Linked DNA regions of Mus musculus: region 1 is linked to region 2. A link is a contact called in public Hi-C data. All regions are on one chromosome and are shown on one strand. Each heading gives the region's core, a stretch centred on a gene start, on an enhancer-like site or on the middle of the called end of the contact. The rest is flanking DNA. Distances are from core to core; before and after follow the strand shown. Region 1 overlaps Btrc (beta-transducin repeat containing protein). Region 2 overlaps Gm35782 (a long non-coding RNA gene).

What was found. A called contact is a pair of places that touch in the nucleus more often than the background predicts.
Region 1: a Hi-C map of the G1E-ER4 cell line shows a contact between it and region 2, with 3 times the contacts expected there. The contact joins two enhancer-like sites. A contact is called at or near these places in 3 of 39 promoter capture datasets (3T3-L1-derived adipocytes, cranial neural crest and hippocampal neurons) and 4 of 484 Hi-C or Micro-C datasets (the G1E-ER4 cell line and rod photoreceptor).

What each region holds. Positions count from the first base shown.
Region 1 is chr19:45,440,863-45,446,854 of GRCm38.p6, reverse strand. All of the region lies in intron 2 of Btrc (beta-transducin repeat containing protein), which reads right to left. Among named protein-coding and RNA genes, the nearest start is that of Btrc, 80 kb to the right of the region's middle. Within about 2 kb of position 1,419, at least 33 of the 459 cell types and tissues checked have an H3K27ac peak or open chromatin away from gene starts, as enhancers often do. A contact at or near this core is called in the G1E-ER4 cell line, where this site is marked.
Region 2 is chr19:45,066,862-45,072,334 of GRCm38.p6, reverse strand. The region is part of intron 1 of Gm35782 (a long non-coding RNA gene); the gene reads left to right. Among named protein-coding and RNA genes, the nearest start is that of Gm35782, 5.5 kb to the left of the region's middle. Within about 2 kb of position 4,019, at least 4 of the 459 cell types and tissues checked have an H3K27ac peak or open chromatin away from gene starts, as enhancers often do. A contact at or near this core is called in the G1E-ER4 cell line, where this site is marked.

The DNA of each region.
Region 1 (5,992 bases), core at 170-2,669, 380 kb before region 2:
AATGGCTGATTTTATTCGCTGGTGTCTGCTGCTCAACAGCTGAGCATCTCCTCCTCACAAAGCCCCTGAGCGGCAGGCTCTTCCCATCTTCCCATCCATTCATCATCTCGATGTTAATTGGCCCAGGCTTTAAGCAAATTTTCAACACGATTTAAAGGCACGATGACACTGATTACTGACCCTCTGCCATACGGTGCCTATTGATTAACCTGACAGAGATGATGAGCTTGAGGGAAACTAGGTGTGTGGGGACCTCAGGGAGAAAAATATATTGTCTATGCAGGCAAACACTTGTCATTACCTCACAAGCCAGAATCTGCACAGCACAAACTCTTAAAAACACACTACTGCTTTGATACCTACAGCTAAGACAGAAAGTGCTTTCTGTATCCACAGATATTACAAATACGTCATGTCAAAACACACTGACACATTCAGTATTTAGAACAATTCCCTGGGTAGATGCTTGCCTTTTGACCAATTATTCTTGTGCTAGCTGTGTATATGTGTGTGTTTGTATATTAAATTAGAAATACTGGGGTGGCCTAGTTGCATTTTATTATGCAAGAAAAATAAAAGTGAGGAAACAAATTTAGGAAATAAAGGAAAGAAGAAGGAAGGAATTAAATAATCCAGGCCAGTTTCACCATGATTAAAACAGGCTACAGTCTGTCAGTAAAAGAAGAGATTTTCTCAAAAAGAAACCCAATTTGATTTCAGAAATTCTGTTTTCTATTCTTTCAACACCACAACCTGACTCCAAATGCCAAACTATTCAACATAGAAATTATCAGCAGAACATTTATTTAGACAAAGCAAAATAGTATTAGAGTCTGACAAACATAGTTCTTAAACTCCTGCTTGCCTGTTTGCAACAACTATTGTGCAAACTGTTTATTTGGACAAAGTGTAAACAATCTTTGAGGTTATGCTTCAGAAATCCCAAATTCCTCACTATTAAGAGAAGAAAATATAAACATTACAAGTTAATAGGCGGTAAGTACAAATATTGGTAACAAACAAAATTCTGCTCAGGATACTGCTCAGTCTGTAAATGCACCCACATCATGAAGCACACCAGGGGTCAGAAAGGACACCTTCAGATAGGGACAGTTATTATTTAAAACAAAGCCAACAAAATATCCTCCCTCTGGCCACACATATCACCTTGTTTACTCACGAGTCCTGGGGGACAGCCAGTGTACAGTTTTATACACAGGGAGTTTGGAGCAGCACTAACGGTTATTTCAAAGCTAAAATAATAGAAAACTGAACAGCCTGACTGTACTCGCTATTACAGTGACATGGGCTGTTAATGTAAGAGATCAAATGTTCTTCAAGCCAAACAGCATTGGTGCCTGTTATTCTGGAACATGCAGCTTACTCCCTAAAAGCCTGCCTCCTGCTCTTCTAAGATAAACAAGCTCAGCTCAGCACTGAGATGCTCTGATAAAGACAGAGAGGAGCTGTTCCGGGGGAGACAAGAGAAGAGGCGCCAATGTTGCTTTTGTTCACTTTCAAGTCAACAAGCATCATAATCAAGACAATAGTATTTTATCATTAAAGCATAGATATAAGAGAAAAACAAATTTGCAGCAATCAATATAGGGACCATTCCCCAAAACAGCTAAAACAGTTATCTCTATTTTCTGAAGAGGAGAGATGACAGCTGTCTGAACATATTTAGCTTTGTGTCTTCTTAATCAAAGATTTGAACATCAACTTAGCAATGACTCTAAGTATATATAAGAATTTTTAATTAACTTAACATGTTCTACACCAGAATAACAGTCTATGTAAACACAAAACTAAGTTTCTGGGCTCTAAAGACTTAATTGAAAAATCAAACCATACTTTATTCCTTACCCATTTAGATCTGTAGGCTGTGAAGTTTTAAAATTATTTTATTCACCTGAACATGACAATGCAGTCACCGAACTCTAATAACATGGCTTAAAATTTCAAACTGAAATAGAACAACAAAATAGACCCCTGTGTGTCAGACCAGAACTAATATTCCTTTAAAAAATATTTTCATACATATATTTCATGGTTTAAAAAACAAAAACAGCTGGGTGGTGGTGGTACACACCTTTAGTGCCAGCACTCTGGGAGACAGAGGCAGGCAGACCTCTGAGTTCCAGGACTGCCAGGACTACCTGTCTCCCAAACAAAACAAAACAAAACAAAACAAAACCCCAAAACAACCTCCCCACCTCAAAAAAGGAAACCAAAAATCAACCCATAAGGCTAAATGAGCACAGTAAACTAAGATACATTTGCCAAGCGAATGTAGGATTGAAAGACTGAAATAAAAGGCCAAGCACATCTACCATGGGACCAAACCGCAAGGAGTTTGATTTACTTCTGCACAAACTTTTAAGTTTAAAAGCAATTGAAGAGTCTTTTTGCCCTCTTCACGATACTATCCCTCCTGAATATGTACTGGGGAGAATTTCATGTATGCCACAGTTTTCCTTGATGTCATTTTTATATACTATCTTCTACAGAGATCATCACAGTTATCTGCATGTGAGTAAGAGGTGAACTTTTGCCTCGCCTATGAATAACTGGTTAGTTTATAACTCAAAGGTATCTATGCACATTGTATAGATCTTTCTTCTTTCTCAAAATAAGGCCAGCAACTAGAGAGCCTTTGGGCCATCCGCCCAGACCCCAGTGAACTGAGACCTCTGGCATGCTCGTTCCTCGTATGTTCTCTGGGTTCTTTTAAATTCTTTTCCTCACCTTGGGTATCTTCCTTGCTTAGATGTTACTTACACTTCAACAGTATCTTCAAAAAAATTTAAGATTTGATCAACTTGTTAATTTCCTCCAAGTGATTACCAATTTGGAACAAAAATAAAAACACCCTAACTAAATAAGTAATAACAGAACAATACAAAACAAACAACACAGACTGTTTTGTGTTCTGGGTTTGGAATTTATAATTATAAAGTTGACTATATTTGACCATTCTCTTACTTCCTTTATTATTAACAAGTTGTTCTATTCTTATTACCCTGTAAAATTAACTATTTTATCAAATATTTCTTACAATTACAAACTGTCCTTCTCACTGGTTCTTGTAAATATTTGGTCCTGCATAGCTCTTTAAATGTATGTTTTAAAGAACAGAGGCATGTTTCAAAAAAAAAAAAAAAAAAAGAAGAAGAGGCAGAAGAAGAAGAGGCAGCTTGTACGTACCACACTTTATACTCTCTGCTTTTTCTTAAAATGCTAAGTATGCTAACTATATTCATATACTTGACCTTGATCTTTTTTAACCTTTGTTTTTACTGTAAACCTTGCTTTCTCATTTTTTGATAACATCTATTATAGAAAGGGGTGGATTATGTTTTTAAAAGGAAAGCAGCTAACATAACAACACCTCCTGGATTGTCAGGTTTCTGAGTAGCTTAACATGGAGGGAGAACTGGACTAGGAATTAAAATTTAAGTGAAGGAGATTTCTTTTCTGGACAGGCCAAAGGTTATACACACCGACAACTGACTTGTTTGAATGTTAAAGCTAACGTTATCAAACAAAATGAAAATAAAACCAACCCCCAACTTGGAGTTCTATCAGTAGAGTACTCAAGTATATTTCTTTGTAACGATGAAGTAATTTTACTTTCCTAGGAATGAGTAATCCTGTTTGTGTCTTTGTTTAATACAACGCGCTTTGACAATTAACAGATTTCAAAAGTCGTCTTCTCCAACGGAAGAATTTAACAGTAGAAATCCTTCCTATTTAAAAGAAGACAACTTAAAAGGATATGTTTGCATGTTGTTTGCATGTCTGTAGTCTTCAGTTGTTGTAATGCTGGAGAATAGTCACATGCTTTCTAATCGTCCATTCTCCGACTATACACCATGTTGTTTACATTTCTGACATTCTACAACTTAGTTACACTAATACTATTTAACACAGTCTCTGTTTTCTAGATGTACAACCATAAACCTAGATTATTTTTATAAAATTATTTCCTGTCACTTAGTAAAAATAAATAATTTTCTTTGGAAATATTAATAATCCTTTGTTGATTAAAAAATAAGTGAGGAAACATTAATTTAACATTCCTGAATATTATAGTTCTGACCATCATCATTCTGGGACAAAAATAAAAACAACAAGCCCAACTAGATAAGTAGCTGCCAGAAAGAAGACAGAGATGGGTAATTCTGATAATGTTATTAGGAACTTAGCCATATTTGATCATTCTCTTCCTTCCTTTATTATTGAAAAATATTCTATTATTGCTTTCCAGTGAGTTTTTCCACCGAGCACATATTCCTTACAATTACAAACTCTTCCCTTCTCTGGATTTTATAAATGTCTGGTTTCTAAGGCTGAAAAACTTGGCCCAGTCTAGCTCTTTGGCCATTCAATTTAATGCTATTTTTTCTTACCAAAATTTAAGTTAGGGTAGTTTTAATCAATAATCTTTTCAGTAAAAACTAGTATAAGGTATCACACAGTATTTTGTCATTTTATGGAATTAAAATGTAAAAACTGCTTTGCTTACTATAGAGTCTCACATATATAAAACACTAATTTTAATGTTATAGCAGAAAGCTTTGAAATCTGTAATATTCAATTTCTTGGCATCAGTGTGTCCTGCCAAAATTCCCTCTGTGAAAAATCAATGACTATTCCTTGCTTCTGCAGACAATGAAGAAACAGTTGGTTTCAAAACCAGTTGCCTCTCACTGCCTGCTGTACAAAGGACATTCTGGGGAGTGGTCAGTAAAGAGAGCAGTCATTTCTAAATGCCAGTGCTTCCCAGCATCTCCTTTTCTTCTCCGTGGAATGAAGTCTGAGAGCACTGACTGGTGGGTCATTCGACCCACGAGGGCCTGGAAAGGTTTCAAGAATAACAGAGGTCATGTAATTGCCAAAAGAGCATTAGCCACTCAATCATAATGGATAATTAAATGACCTACATGATTCCTGAAATAGCTGCTCTATATTTGGTCTATTACTTGCGTCCCTCAAGATAAGCTACTTGTCTGGTCTGCCTTGACCCGCAAAAGTCCAACCTGCGCCTGGAAACTAGCTGCATGCTTCTATTGCTTTGAAACCCCACCAGACTATGCTTTCAGGAGGACACACATAAAAAATCAATCTCGTATCCTTTTCCCTGTTGTGCTCTCTGGAATACAAATTACTAAAGAAAAAAAAATTAGTAAATCCTTGGCTTAGATCTTTGAGGGACCAGAAGAAAAAAAACTGTAAGAAGATTACAAAAAGAAAACTATGATGACTCCTTTTTAAAAAGTTTTCCTTGTATGCCTGAGAATTTTCCATTTGATTATAAAGTTTGAGATATTTATTTATTTTGTAGGCTGCAGCAAGTCATTAAAACGCCAACTGCCTAGGATGCAGTTTTTTGTAGTGCAGACTATTGGACTCTTTACTGGCCTAGTTTTTTTAGTCCTGTATGGCAAACTAAAGTGCCTCGCTCCAAAATAATAATAATAATAATAATTCAAATACATATGGTACTGGTGTTCACATAATAGAACTGGCAAAAAATATCACTCAGGTTTTCGTATCTCTGAATAGTTTATCTTACTAAAATACTGGATTAGAAAATACAGGCAAAGAAGAGCCAGCTGCAAAATTATACTAGGGAACGGCTGCTTTGTGGGGTGGGGGAAAGGTCTGTCTGTGGCCCTAGAGGTAACTGCACATCTAACAAATACTGCAGAGAGAGGCAAGAGACAGGGAAGCAGAGACAACCTACAACAACAGCACGGGACAGAGATGTGAGGGACAAAGAGCTAACATTTAGAATACCCTAGAGGCTGGTAGGATTTTTCCGTTCCCACAGGAAATTGTGTAGCGCGGGGCTGCTGGCTACTCTGATCTCTTACATGATTGGCTTATTAAACCTAGAACATATCTGTTTTAGTTAACTTCAGGGTAGGGAGGGGGCAAAGGGGAGGAGAGAACAAAATGTACTTAAATGCTGAATTTTTTCTCCAGG
Region 2 (5,473 bases), core at 2,770-5,269:
TTAATATCTCTTCTGCTTTTGACCACCTGATGACCAATTTTCATAAGAATAAAGTTAGAAGGAGTATCTAAAGTATTCTACATTTCCTTAAAGTTACAATTATTATGTGTAATTGGTGTCTGTAAGTGCAGATGCTAGTTGAGTAGCGGAAGCCAACGAACAACTCAGGTGGGGGCGGGGCGGGGCAGGTGGTGGTGTCCTTTCTCCTGCCATCAGATGTGGGGACTGAACTCAGCATGTCAGGTTTGCCCAGCAAGTGCTTTAACCCGATGGACCATCTGCTGTTCTAGCTCCCTTGTTCTCTTGATCCCACTATGTAGTCCTGGAACCTGTCATGTAGTACAAGCCTGCCTCAAACTCACAGAAGTGACAACTCATTCCTTAATGTACCCTTTATTTATCCCTAGCACTGAAAATTAGATTCTCTAAGTCCCCGAGAGGGAAGGAAGGGGCCATCTTCCTGAAAGCCCTACCAAGACCACACAGGGCAGTAAGAAATCCTATTCTCCACACATGTTTGTAAAATCTATTTGTAACCATCTCCAGGCTCACATCCTACCTCTAGCCTTTTCTCTGTGGATATAATGAAGTCTGGCCCCTTTCCCTTGGCTGTCAGCACACAGACTACTCAGCCCTGGAGTTATGGTAAAAGACCATAAACCGTCAGGTAGCCTTCCTCAAAGAGTCCCAGAAGACAAAAATCCCCAGATGGGTGGACGCTGTCATGCTGGCCAAATATAAAGAGCTGCTCCCTCTAATGAGCACAGGTCTGTCTACACATGTGTTGCTTTTACAGAGTGGCATCTGTACATGAAGAGGACCACAAAGGATTGACCATGACCTAGGATCTAGGGAGGATATAGGGAAATGCTGTCAGGCCAAGCCATCTCAGCAGAGGCTCGAAGACTGGCCCACAGGGTCCTTTAAGCCTTGAAGGGGCTGAAAATGGTGGGAAAAGACCATGATGGGGTGACAAACTCAAACCAGACAGATGACAGTTGCCAACAAGAAGCAAAAAGAATACTGGGTCCATAAGTCCCTCATTCAAAAAACGTGTGTGTGGTGTGTGCATGTATATACACACATACATGCACACACACACACACACACACACGAACGACTAATGTTGGCTTCTGAGGAGAGGAGAATTGGGGCATAAGTTAGCATGCAAGCTTCCTCGGCACTGCCCAGCTTGCTGAAACAAAAAGCGCCCCTGCAAACGGTACTCAGAACTCCAAACAGGAAGGGGCGGGTGCTTTCTCAAGGGCTAAGGAGAACTGATGATGTCGTCAATGGATTGTAGAATCCTGATCGCCACAGAGCATCTTACTGTAACTGTTACACCAACCAAGCACGTTCAGAAGTCTGTAAACCTTACATAAGATTATTCTCAGCCTCACACAACCCAGTGTGACTTTGTGCCTTTTCTGTCCCTTTTTCCAAAGGCAAGACATAGGAAGAAAGGTAACAGGAGGAGGCACTCGAAACAATACTCAGCAAAACTGCTTGCTGTGTCCCCTGATTGTTACCAGTCACACTTCTCTCTACAGACTTTAAAGGCAAGATGGACAGACAAGAGAGGAGGCTGCTGTGACCCCAGATCGAGTGCTTAAGAGCGCTAAGCTCCTGCAAGCCCCAGACAATGAGGCCTCGCCTCTGCACTGGGTAGAGCCAGAGGCCCCAAAGCCTGGGATGGCCTCCTAGAAGTTATTTTGACTTAGAACATGAGCTACCTTAGGGCTTCAGAGGTTGTTCAGTGGTCCCACACTTGGGGCCGTCAGAGAACCAGAGCTGGTTCCCAGTCCTCCTGTCAGGCCACTGACTCCACCCTGGGGAATCGAATGCCCTCTTCTGGCCTCCATGGACAACGGCATTCAGATACATGTGTGTGAATAAAATTAAAAACAAGTCTATGCAAAGAAAAAAAAAAAGGTCTAGGCTACCAAAGTCAGCTTTGCTAGTAACTCACTTATCGGGAATGTTTCTTTGGGAAAAAAACTGGGGTGAATTCAGCCTTCAGACACCGAATTGGTCAGTGTTTTCTTAAAATATGTCTTTTTATGACTTATTTACTTTTATCTCATTTGCATTGGTGTTTTGCCTGGGTGTATGTGTGTATGTGGGTGTTGGATCCCCTGAAGTTGGGGTTACAGACAATTGAGAGCCATCATGTTCATGCTGGGAATTGAACCCAGGTCCTCTGGAAGAATAGCCAGTGTTCTTAACTGCTGAGCCATCTCTTTAGCCCCTGCAAATCTCTTAAAGGGAATTTCCAGCTATTGTGGAGCTAGGGAGAAAGAAAAATTAGAGCTAATGCCTAAGTCTCTGATGCTGCCTGATTATTTTAAGGATAAACAACAAACAAAACTGGAGAATTGATCCTATGCAGCAACAGCAACAGTGAGTCCTAGGGGTACAGGAAGATAGCTCTGTTGGTAAATTGCTTTTTGCAAAAAAACGAGAAGATCTGAATTAAATCCCCAGCACTCAAGAAAAAGGTCAGGCACGATGGATCTCCTGGGGCTCTCTGCCATCCAACTTAGTCTAACTGGCAAGCACCAGGTGCCACGGAGAGATTCTATCTAGAGTGGGGTGGGCAAACAGAAAAAAGACAGGGATAGCTCTTGAGAAATAATACCTGAGACTGATGTCTGATCCACATGTGTACTTCCTGGCCTACAAGTCCACGTGAATACCGCATGCTCTTCTGGATAAAGCTGGCCTTCTCTAGCCTACAGTGGTCTCTTCTTGGTCTGCTTTCCTCAGTTAGGATTCCTGCCTGCTCCTGTAGCCTTACTGTTGTGTTCCTTGGGCTAGATGGTTCCCTCTGCTGTAACACTGCAATGGTAACAAAAGCTATCACTTAGCAAATAGTCCCAGGGGCCAAGCACAGAGGTTAACAAATTACATATTTTAGCTCGTCTCAGACTTGGTTTTTTTAAATATTTATTTATTTATATGAGTATACTGTAGCTGTACAGATGGCTGTGAGCCATCATGTGGTTGCTAGGATTTGAACTCAGGACCTTTGGAAGAGCAGTCGGTGCTCTCAACGCTGAGCCATCTCTTCAGCCCCTTGTCTCAGACTTGTAAAAAACAAAACAAACAAACAAAAAAACAAAACAAAAAAAAACCACCTGCAAGGTAAGATTAGCTTTAATAATTAGCTTTTTTTTTTAAATGAAAACTGAGGTCCAGCTCCTTGGATAAGTCTGCCCAGTGTCAGCACTGGTTAGTGACCAACGGAGCTCATACTTGATCTTGGAGCTGCCCAAGTCTAAGACTTAACTCTCACCATCTCACGATCCCGATATTACTTGTCAACCTGCAGTTGGAATCAAAACTGCAGTGCATTTTCAGAGTTTATTTGTTTCAGTTTGGTGTTGTCATCTGTATGGTCCCAGCTATCCTAGGGGTTACTCTGTAGACCAGGCTAGCCTCAAACTGCATCTGCCTTCAAAGTATTGGGACCAAAGGCATGGACCACCACTCTGGATTATACCGCAGTATATTTTAAATAAATGTTTATTATGTGTGGTGTGTATCTGTGTGTGGGTATGTGTATGTGAATGCAGGTATCCACAGAAGCCAGAGATGTTGGGACTCTCTGGAGCTCTCTGGAGCTGGAGTTATAGACGGTTATGGGCCTGCTGATGTGAGGGCTAGGAACCAAACTCTGGTCCTCTGGAAGAGCGGCAATACTCTTAACTTCTGTGCCATCTCTGCAGCCCAGAGTAGATGTTTATAAAGACTCCAAGCTGCCCTGCTGTGGAGATGCAGGGTTGAATGGTCCCAGATCAGCCATGCTCAGCCTGTGGAGAGCAACCCCTTTGGGGGTCGAACAACCCTTTCACGGGGGTCGCCAAAGACCATCTGAAGACGCAGATATTACATTAGGATTCGTAACAGCAAAATGAGTTATGAAGTAGGAACAGAATAACTTTATAGTGGGAGGTCACCACCACATGAGGAACTGTTTTAATGAGTCCCAGCATTAGGGAGGTGGAGAGTCGCTGGCCCAAAAGATAAAAGATGAAGGAAGGTGATAGGGAACTTTGTGGGTCACAGTCTCTCAGCCCTGAGGCTAAGGTGCTTCAGGATGGGAACCAAGAGAGGTCAGGCTGTGACTCAGTGGTACAGTTGTCTCAAGTCCTTGGATCCTCATCCTCAGACTACAAAAATTTCAAAATAAAGATTGGTAGGGAAAACAGCATTAAAAAAAAAAAGATGTATTTATTATTTTATCTATGTACACTGTATCTGTCTTCAGACACACCAGAAGAGGGTGTTAGATCTCATTAGGGATGAGTCATCATGTGGTTGCTGGGATTTGAACTCAGGACCTTCAGAAGAGCAGTCAGTGCTCTTACCAGCTGAGCCATTTAACCAGAGTGGAGAACAGCATTCTTATCTCTAGCTGGGCCTGATGATACAGGCCTCTACTCCAGCTTATTCTTCTGTAGGTGGACTCAGCCTTCTCACAGGAAAAATAGATGACTGGAGTCTTCCCTCAGACAGCAACAGCACCTAAGTAGGACCCGAGGAAGTCAACAATTTCCTTAGAGCAGGAAGCAGAAGGAACAAAGGACTTGCCCAGAGGCTGCCCATCGGGTGGGTGGCTCCTAGGCCCAAACCGATCCTTTTCTGGCATCCTTGTCGAAGGCCTGGTGTACTAAAGGTTGGCCGCACGGGCAGGTGGGGAAGCCCGCCCAGGAGCTCTAGTTGCGAGCCAGGCGGTGTGCTCCCTTTCCACCTGCGTTAGGGCACCCCACCCGGGGGGGTGAGAAGGAGGGAGTCCAAGTCGGGTCGGATTCCCAGCCAGCTCCCACCTCACAGGAGGCGGCCCATTATCCGGCGTCGTTAAAGAGCAATTAGATGGAAATTAAGCCGAGAACAAGTATTGATTATCTCATTAAGGCCAGGGGAGCCCGCTCTGTCGGAGTGAATTTACCGCAGCTCACCCCATTATCTGCAAGGTGAAAGCCTGCGGTCATCAGCGTCCAGAGAAGTATCGATCTTGCCCCAAATCCTTTCCTGACCCTCCTTTGTAGAATAAGTAGGTTCTAGTGAGATGAGACACCAGAGGTGTGACGAGATGGAGGGGAACAGTGGGCGCACACACTCACACCCATACACTCCTTAGCACGATCTCTTTAGTTTCCTTCTCGGTTTCTCCTTGATACTTCTGTGGGTCTGGGCAGCGACAGTTCACATACGTAGGGCGATGTCCAAGGTTTTACATCCAAAGGAGAGAAACCAGAGTTGAGGCTTGCTTACATACTTAACTTATTTACTTAACTACTTAGTTACTTATTTTGTTTGTTTGTTTGTTTGTTTTGAAACTGAATAGATCTGCCTTTGTTTCCCTGACTAACCTCCAACTTCTTGCTTTAAGCCATCCTCCTGCCTCATCCGGTAATGCAGACACTGGCCAACAGAGCCTGAGACTTAGTGGAAAGAATTTTCTCTAAAT